Regions from separate parts of the Mus musculus genome. Here region 1 is linked to region 2. The links are chromatin contacts, called in public Micro-C maps. All regions are on one chromosome and are shown on one strand. Each heading gives the region's core, a stretch centred on a gene start, on an enhancer-like site or on the middle of the called end of the contact. The rest is flanking DNA. Distances are from core to core; before and after follow the strand shown. Region 1 holds the start of Adra2a (adrenergic receptor, alpha 2a). Region 2 overlaps Rbm20 (RNA binding motif protein 20).

Region 1 (3,808 bases), core at 73-2,572, 280 kb after region 2:
TGTATTGGGGGTGTAGGAGAAAAGGCCATGTAAGTGGGGATAGAGTCTAATAAGATGTTTTTCTTTCACGTTTAATTGTACAGATGTGTAAGATACTGTATGTTAATTCAATATTACACACAGTATGTAATGACCAAGTCAGGATAGTTAACTTTTCTATTTCCATAATCAGAAACCCCTTTTTGACAAACACATAATAATCCTATACATTTGTGGAGTTCAGTGTAATACTTTAATTCGTGCACACAGTAGGTACTGATTAAAACAGCGTAAGGCTTACATCTACCTATAATGTCATGGCGCTCTTCATAAAGTAGCTGTGCCTCAACTAATGCTTAACGGTTCCCAGTAGTTTAAAGCCAGGCAAGCAGAGAGGAAGATCCAGGACTCTCACATCTGTAGAAGGTTCCGAGCCTTACTCTCATCAGAGGTAGATCTATACAACCTGAAGATTTCTGCATCATGACATAGTGCAGTTTGAAATCTGTCCGTGTCCCCTCCCCCCCCCCCACCCCCGCCGCCCCAGCTTAGTCCAAACTTGCCCCCAAGATAGGAGAAAAATGGAGGAAAGGACTCCAGAGGAGCCTGGAGCCCTTAAGTCGCTTTCCAGCCGTGACGACCAGCGGCCAGCAGGTGTCAGTGCGCTCTCGTTCTGTCATGGCTCAGGGCCTACCCCTCCAGGACCCTTCCCCACCGCCTTTCAAAGGGGCGCAGTGCAGAGTCCAGGCCTTGAGAGTCCCGGCAGCTGCTAGGATAGGAGGCCTTCTCTTCCCTAAGTATGGATAACTCCGGCCTGGTCTGCTCTCGTGGATGCTGGTCCATTCCGCTCCAGTGGTTCCTTAGGAACCCGCACACGCTTACCTCTCCGGGATCCCTTTCATCCCAGTCACCAGAAGCACCTGCGCTTGACCTGGGGCGGGGCTGCTCGCCAGCGACTCTTATGCCACTCTGCATCTCCTAATTCGGGTCCCAGCACCCTGGCACCCTCTTCTGCTAAAACCCAGCTAGATCGGTGTACCGCTGGGCGCCTGCTACTGTCTCCTGGGCCAGCTAGTAGCCGAACGGCCAACTCCCAGCAGGGGCCGCTCCCCACTCCTTAGGCTCTCTCTTATTGCCCCTCGCTCCCTGTACCCGTCTTTCCAAAAGCCGGGTCCCAGAGGCAGCGCTCTCCCGGGTCCGACTCGGGTGCGGGCTCTAGACCTAAGGAGGGGAGGCGCGAGGGGCGGAGGAGGGTCGACTTCCCACGTGGGGGCTGACGCCGGCTGCTCGGCAACGCCGGCTTCATCCTGGGGCTATAAAACCAGTCCAGCGTAGAGCGGCGGAGCAGCCTCGGCTCCCGCTTCCGTGCAGACGCCCAGCAGCCGGCGCACACCGCCCAGCCACCCAGCGCCTCCAGCTCCAAGTCCTGCGGTCCTGCGAAAACTCACGCGGCCCTCCGACCCCCGCCGGGTCTGTGGCGCTCAGCGCCCACCCAGATCGCGGCTAGCAGCCACCCTTGGCTCCGCCGCGGCTCCTGGAGAGCCGGTCGCTCACCTAGCTTGGCCCTGAGGACCGAGGTGGTGGTGGTGGGGGTGCGGCTTCATGCGGCCCCCACACCCTTCACCCCACCGCCGCCGCCCCCGAGCTCTGTGTACAGAGTCCCAGCCCCAGCAGAGCGCACAACTTTGGAAGTCCCGTGGGGCTCCTAGAGGAGGCAGAGTCCGCGCCTTCGCCGGAGGTCCGGCCCAGCCCTCGCCACCCCGCCTGGAGGGTAGCGACGGAGTTGGAAATCTCTTCGAGGGTATAAGAAGACAGACCTAGGACTCCGAGCCCACACCAACACCCCTCCGCTGCCTCTTGGGGTAAGACTTCATGCTTTCGCTCAGCTTAAGAATCAAGGTATAGATGACTAGCTAAATGCATTTGTATAAATTTCTGACATCTTTCCAAATCATCAGGCCACCGATAATTTCTTTTCTCTTTTCTTGAAGAATAAAATCTCTAACCACCAGCTGGCCCTACTCGATCCTGCCGCTTAGAAATAAAACTTGGCTGTGTTTGAGGAGCTGGGAGAGAGAAAGCACCCACCCGGAGCGTCGGAAGGACGAACCGGTGCCAGTTCGCGGGCTCCAGTCCATGGACCACTAGCGGTCCCCAGCTTGGGCCCGAGCTCCCTGCGGCCCTCTTCCTTATGTGAGGCGCGGCGGGACGAACCCCGCACCGGAGGAAGAGGAGGACCCACGGACGCGGGGCCGGAAGGCAGCTGGCAGCAGGCCCACGAGAACCAGCACCCGCGTTCATGTTCCGCCAGGAGCAGCCGCTGGCCGAGGGCAGCTTTGCGCCCATGGGCTCACTGCAGCCGGATGCCGGCAACAGCAGCTGGAACGGGACCGAAGCGCCCGGAGGCGGCACCCGAGCCACCCCTTACTCCCTGCAGGTGACACTGACGCTGGTTTGCCTGGCTGGCCTGCTCATGCTGTTCACAGTATTTGGCAACGTGCTGGTTATTATCGCGGTGTTCACCAGTCGCGCGCTCAAAGCTCCCCAAAACCTCTTCCTGGTGTCCCTGGCCTCAGCGGACATCCTGGTGGCCACGCTGGTCATTCCCTTTTCTTTGGCCAACGAGGTTATGGGTTACTGGTACTTTGGTAAGGTGTGGTGTGAGATCTATTTGGCTCTCGACGTGCTCTTTTGCACGTCGTCCATAGTGCACCTGTGCGCCATCAGCCTTGACCGCTACTGGTCCATCACGCAGGCCATCGAGTACAACCTGAAGCGCACGCCGCGTCGCATCAAGGCCATCATTGTCACCGTGTGGGTCATCTCGGCTGTCATCTCCTTCCCGCCACTCATCTCCATAGAGAAGAAGGGCGCTGGCGGCGGGCAGCAGCCGGCCGAGCCAAGCTGCAAGATCAACGACCAGAAGTGGTATGTCATCTCCTCGTCCATCGGTTCCTTCTTCGCGCCTTGCCTCATCATGATCCTGGTCTACGTGCGTATTTACCAGATCGCCAAGCGTCGCACCCGCGTGCCTCCCAGCCGCCGGGGTCCGGACGCCTGTTCCGCGCCGCCGGGGGGCGCCGATCGCAGGCCCAACGGGCTGGGCCCGGAGCGCGGCGCGGGTCCCACGGGCGCTGAGGCGGAGCCGCTGCCCACCCAGCTTAACGGTGCCCCGGGGGAGCCCGCGCCCGCCGGGCCCCGCGATGGGGATGCGCTGGACCTAGAGGAGAGTTCGTCGTCCGAGCACGCCGAGCGGCCCCCGGGGCCCCGCAGACCCGACCGCGGCCCCCGAGCCAAGGGCAAGACCCGGGCGAGTCAGGTGAAGCCGGGGGACAGTCTGCCGCGGCGCGGGCCCGGGGCCGCGGGGCCGGGGGCTTCGGGGTCCGGGCACGGAGAGGAGCGCGGCGGGGGCGCCAAAGCGTCGCGCTGGCGCGGGAGGCAAAACCGGGAGAAACGCTTCACGTTCGTGCTGGCGGTGGTGATCGGCGTGTTCGTGGTGTGTTGGTTTCCGTTCTTTTTCACCTACACGCTCATAGCGGTCGGCTGCCCGGTGCCCAGCCAGCTCTTCAACTTCTTCTTCTGGTTCGGCTACTGCAACAGCTCGCTGAACCCTGTTATCTACACCATCTTCAACCACGACTTCCGACGCGCCTTCAAGAAGATCCTCTGCCGTGGGGACAGAAAACGCATCGTGTGAGCGCATGGGCCTTGCCCTGCGTGCAGACAATGGTCAGACGCAGGCCCTGGGCTTCGAGGGGGTGCGTCTACGCATGCAGCCCCTAGCACTCTGAAACCCCGGACCTACCCAGCTGGGAGGGAGCTCCGTGGC
Region 2 (3,523 bases), core at 972-3,471:
ATTTATCTAAATTGGCTTGGTCCCAGGCTGACCTTGAACTCAGGAATCTGCCTTCCTTTGAATATTATGATGGGTTTTGTATCTTTCTGACAAGTTGGCTCACAAAGCAGCTGCCTTTGTTCCTTTAGATCCATGAAACCCCTCATAATTCATATTGCATCCTTATATTTTGCATAGTTGAGAAATTATATAATTTTGAACCCATGTTTTAGAGTTCTTTCCCACAGCCTTAAGGGTTGTCCTGAAAGGTCCCAGCATTTAACCTTTTGCTGAGATATTAGCCACACCTTCACATCCAAGAACCATGCTCTCTCTGGTTATCATGGAGTCAGTAATGTTAACAGGGAGGACATTCCTTGAAGGAGGAATGTAAAATATGTACCTTATTGTATAAACAAGCTCTATAGTCCCCCCCCCCCCCCCCGCCCCGCAGCCATTGACTTACTGGTCCTGCCCCAAGGGCAGGAAACATGTCATTCTGTCCCCACTAAGGCCTTAAGGCCTTGCCTCCCTGGTAAAGAGTCACCATGGGGTAAAGTCGATTCCGCCTTGCTTTTAACTTCAGTATAAAATAGTGACAATGAGTCTTTTCTTTCTTCTTCTTTTTCTTTTGAGACAGGGTTTCTCTGTACAGCCCTGGCTGTCCTGGAACTCACTTTGTAGACCAGGCTGGCCTCGAACTCAGAAATCCGCCTGCCTCTGCCTCCCGAGTGCTGGGATTAAAGATGTGCGCAACCACCGCCCAGCTCTGATAATGAGTCTTAAGTGTGTAATCCAACATACAGGCTTTCCATCTTAAATTGGAGGGTGTGTATCAGCTCTAGGCTGCTGCATTCTGAGTTATCCCACAACTCAGTGGTTTAAAACAATGCATTATTTCTCCTGATTCCATGGGCTATAGCTTGAGTAGGTTTCACATGGCCTTGAATAGGCTCACTATTGCCATGTTGGGGAGCAGTTAGCCGGGGTGGAGGGTTGGGGGGCTGCTTATGTCGATGTCTATAGTCTTAGAAGCAGCTGAGACTGAAGGAGCCCCCTTCTCTCTTACTCTCAGAGGCTAGCCTGGGCTTGCTCCAAGACAGCATTGTATGAAGTTGGAGGGGGTTGGGGTGGTCCGCGGCTGAAGCTGAAGGCATGGACGTTAGCTTTATTTTTGTGTCTTCCTTCTCTTCTCTTCTCTTCTCTTCTCTTCTCTTCTCTTCTCTTCTCTTCTCTTCTCTCTCTCTCTCTCTCTCTCTCTCTTCTTTCTTTCTTTCTTTCTTTCTTTCTTTCTTTCTTTCTTTCTTTCTTTCTTTCTTTCTTTCTTCCTTTAACAGATCTTGCCTGAGTTTATTTGTAAGAACAGCATAGGACACTGGTCATCTGCAAATAGTGTGTGGGGAGGTGTGTCACAACAGTCCGTCTGTCTTCACACTGGCAGGAGCCTTTTCTATGGGGCCTTCACAGGGCACCTTTGGGGGTCTGGGCTGGAGTTGAAGCCTGGGCCTTAGCTGGAGCTTTGGCCCCTGCCTTGGTTTGAACCTTAGACTTCGGTTGGCAGAGCCTCTGACCCTTGGCCATGTAGCTTTGAATCCGCCTCCCAAGCTTAGGGTGAGCGATGAAAGCCAGCCACTTGAGTTTAGGGCCTTTTGGCATCTTGGGCTTGATGGCCTGAGGCTTCACCAGGGCCTTGATGGCCTCTGCGCACGCATTCACTGCCTTTGCATTGCTGGCCTGCATCTTCTCCAGGCCTTTCTTGTTGTGCTTCTTGGCAAAGTACATGTTGCCCAGGAACTCGGGGTCAACCTCCTAAGAGATTCGTATCTTTGTGACCAGGGTTTCTTGATGCCATTTCTGTGCCATTTGCGGGACTGGTTGTGTGTGGTGTGGTTCTTGGACTTGGCCGTGTCTGCACGGTAACCCGCGGCTCCTGCAGCGCCTGGGACCGGAAGAACGTGTCTTCCTTTTCAAAACCCAAGTGGGATGCAGGTCCAGATCAAAGCTGGGGAATGTAGATTCCCCTCTTATGGGAAGAGCTTCGAAGCACTTATATTTAACCTTCCAGGCAACCATTACTGTCATTACAAACATTCCCTAGAGCAGCATTCAGTACAGGTGTGTTGAAGTACCACCTCCGCCATAAATTTAAAGGGTGACTCAACTCCTGGAGGTCGAATGGACAGCTGTCTCTGCTTTACTTAATTTTTGTTTTGACCACCAGATGGAGGCATTGTTCAATGTGCCTTGCATCATTCAAGAACAGCACCAAATTCCACCCTCAAACACCCTGAAAGCCATGCAAATCCTGGGTCTCTACCTGGCTGCCTTCTTGTTTTCAGAAAGGAAGAGGCTTGTTGCTCTCTCCCAGGCGCAGCACTGCCTCTCTCCTCCCTCTGGGTGATTCTCCCATCCACCTCTTTAGGTCTTCCTCTTTAGGCCAACTGAAGATGGGCCCGTTTGGCTTCCCTAGGAAATGCCGGAGACCCTCCTCCTTTCCCGCCCACTCCTGCACGAAGTGCTTGCTGGTTCTCCTCCACATTCATTTTGAGCTGGTTTTGTTTATCTTGCACCCTGAACCCACAAGCCAGAAGAAGGGGTGGTTGCACTTCCAAACCCTGAGTGTCTCTAAAGCTCTCTCCTGCTGTGTCTGGTGGCTTGTGGGCTGGAAAAGGGACAAATGTCTCACTCAAGCTCAGACCTCCAGCTTGCAAGTCAAGCATGCCTCTTTTTCAACTTGGTAAGCAAATATTAGGCCTAGGGGAGCAGGGAGGTCTGTGATGTGAAATAGCTATCTTTTTCTCCCATCATTGTAAATAACTTAGAATAACCAAACCTCAGGATTTTTACCTTTTCTTCTAATTGCTAAGACCACTCTTTCCCACCTATATTTATGGTAACATTTGGAAAAGGAATAAATGTTGTTCCTTAAAACAAACAAACAAACAAACAAAAAAACCAAAAAATGGGGTTGAGAGATGGCTCAGTGGTTAAGAACACTTGCTGCTCTTGCTGAGGATCTGTGTTCGGTTCCCAGCACCCACATGATGTGCACAACTATCCATAAGTGCAGCTCTGGGGATCTGATGCCCTTTTCTGGACTCCGAGGGCACTAGATAAGCACGTGGGCACATAAAATAAGATATAAGTAAAATAAGGTTACCACCTTATTATGGTACCTTAAAGACACACACACACACACACATACACACACAGAGAGAGACAGAGACAGAGAGAGAATGAGAGAGAGAGAGAGAGAGAGAGGTGTCATGTGATTTTGCTACAACTATCCCACTGAGTTGGGAACAAAGATTCATTGTAATAAAGCAAGCACTATTGGGCTCACTCATGACCTGAACATTGAAATTATAGCTATTGATTTTATTACTGTGGTATAAATAACTCTACACCATGTTGTCTTTATGACCTGTGCAAGTCTTAGAAACAATAGTGTGTGCACAAAGTAAAGATATCTGATTAAGTCCTAGAGTTTAGTCTACGGTATGTTGTCAATGACAATTTCTTTGTCTCACTGATCTGATGACAG

The links. A called contact is a pair of places that touch in the nucleus more often than the background predicts.
Region 1: a contact with region 2 is called in a Micro-C map of the G1E-ER4 cell line, with 9 times the contacts expected there. The contact joins the promoter of Adra2a here to the enhancer-like site in region 2. A contact is called at or near these places in 14 of 39 promoter capture datasets (the 3T3-L1 cell line, 3T3-L1-derived adipocytes, the HPC-7 cell line and 9 more), 51 of 484 Hi-C or Micro-C datasets (the 3T3-L1 cell line, 3T3-L1-derived adipocytes, the AML12 cell line and 25 more), 14 of 115 datasets of contacts at active chromatin or transcription factors (embryonic forebrain, embryonic hindbrain, embryonic midbrain and 7 more) and 3 of 9 other capture datasets (adipose tissue, embryonic stem cells and liver).

The regions. Positions count from the first base shown.
Region 1 is chr19:54,043,937-54,047,744 of GRCm38.p6, forward strand. It overlaps Adra2a (adrenergic receptor, alpha 2a), which reads left to right and starts at 1,323. Exons shown (of 1, transcript NM_007417.5): 1 at 1,323-3,808. The coding sequence starts at 2,279. The coding sequence ends at 3,676.
Region 2 is chr19:53,766,445-53,769,967 of GRCm38.p6, forward strand. The region is part of intron 1 of Rbm20 (RNA binding motif protein 20); the gene reads left to right. Among named protein-coding and RNA genes, the nearest start is that of Gm30943, 14 kb to the left of the region's middle. Within about 2 kb of position 2,222, at least 16 of the 459 cell types and tissues checked have an H3K27ac peak or open chromatin away from gene starts, as enhancers often do. A contact at or near this core is called in the G1E-ER4 cell line and cortical neurons, where this site is marked.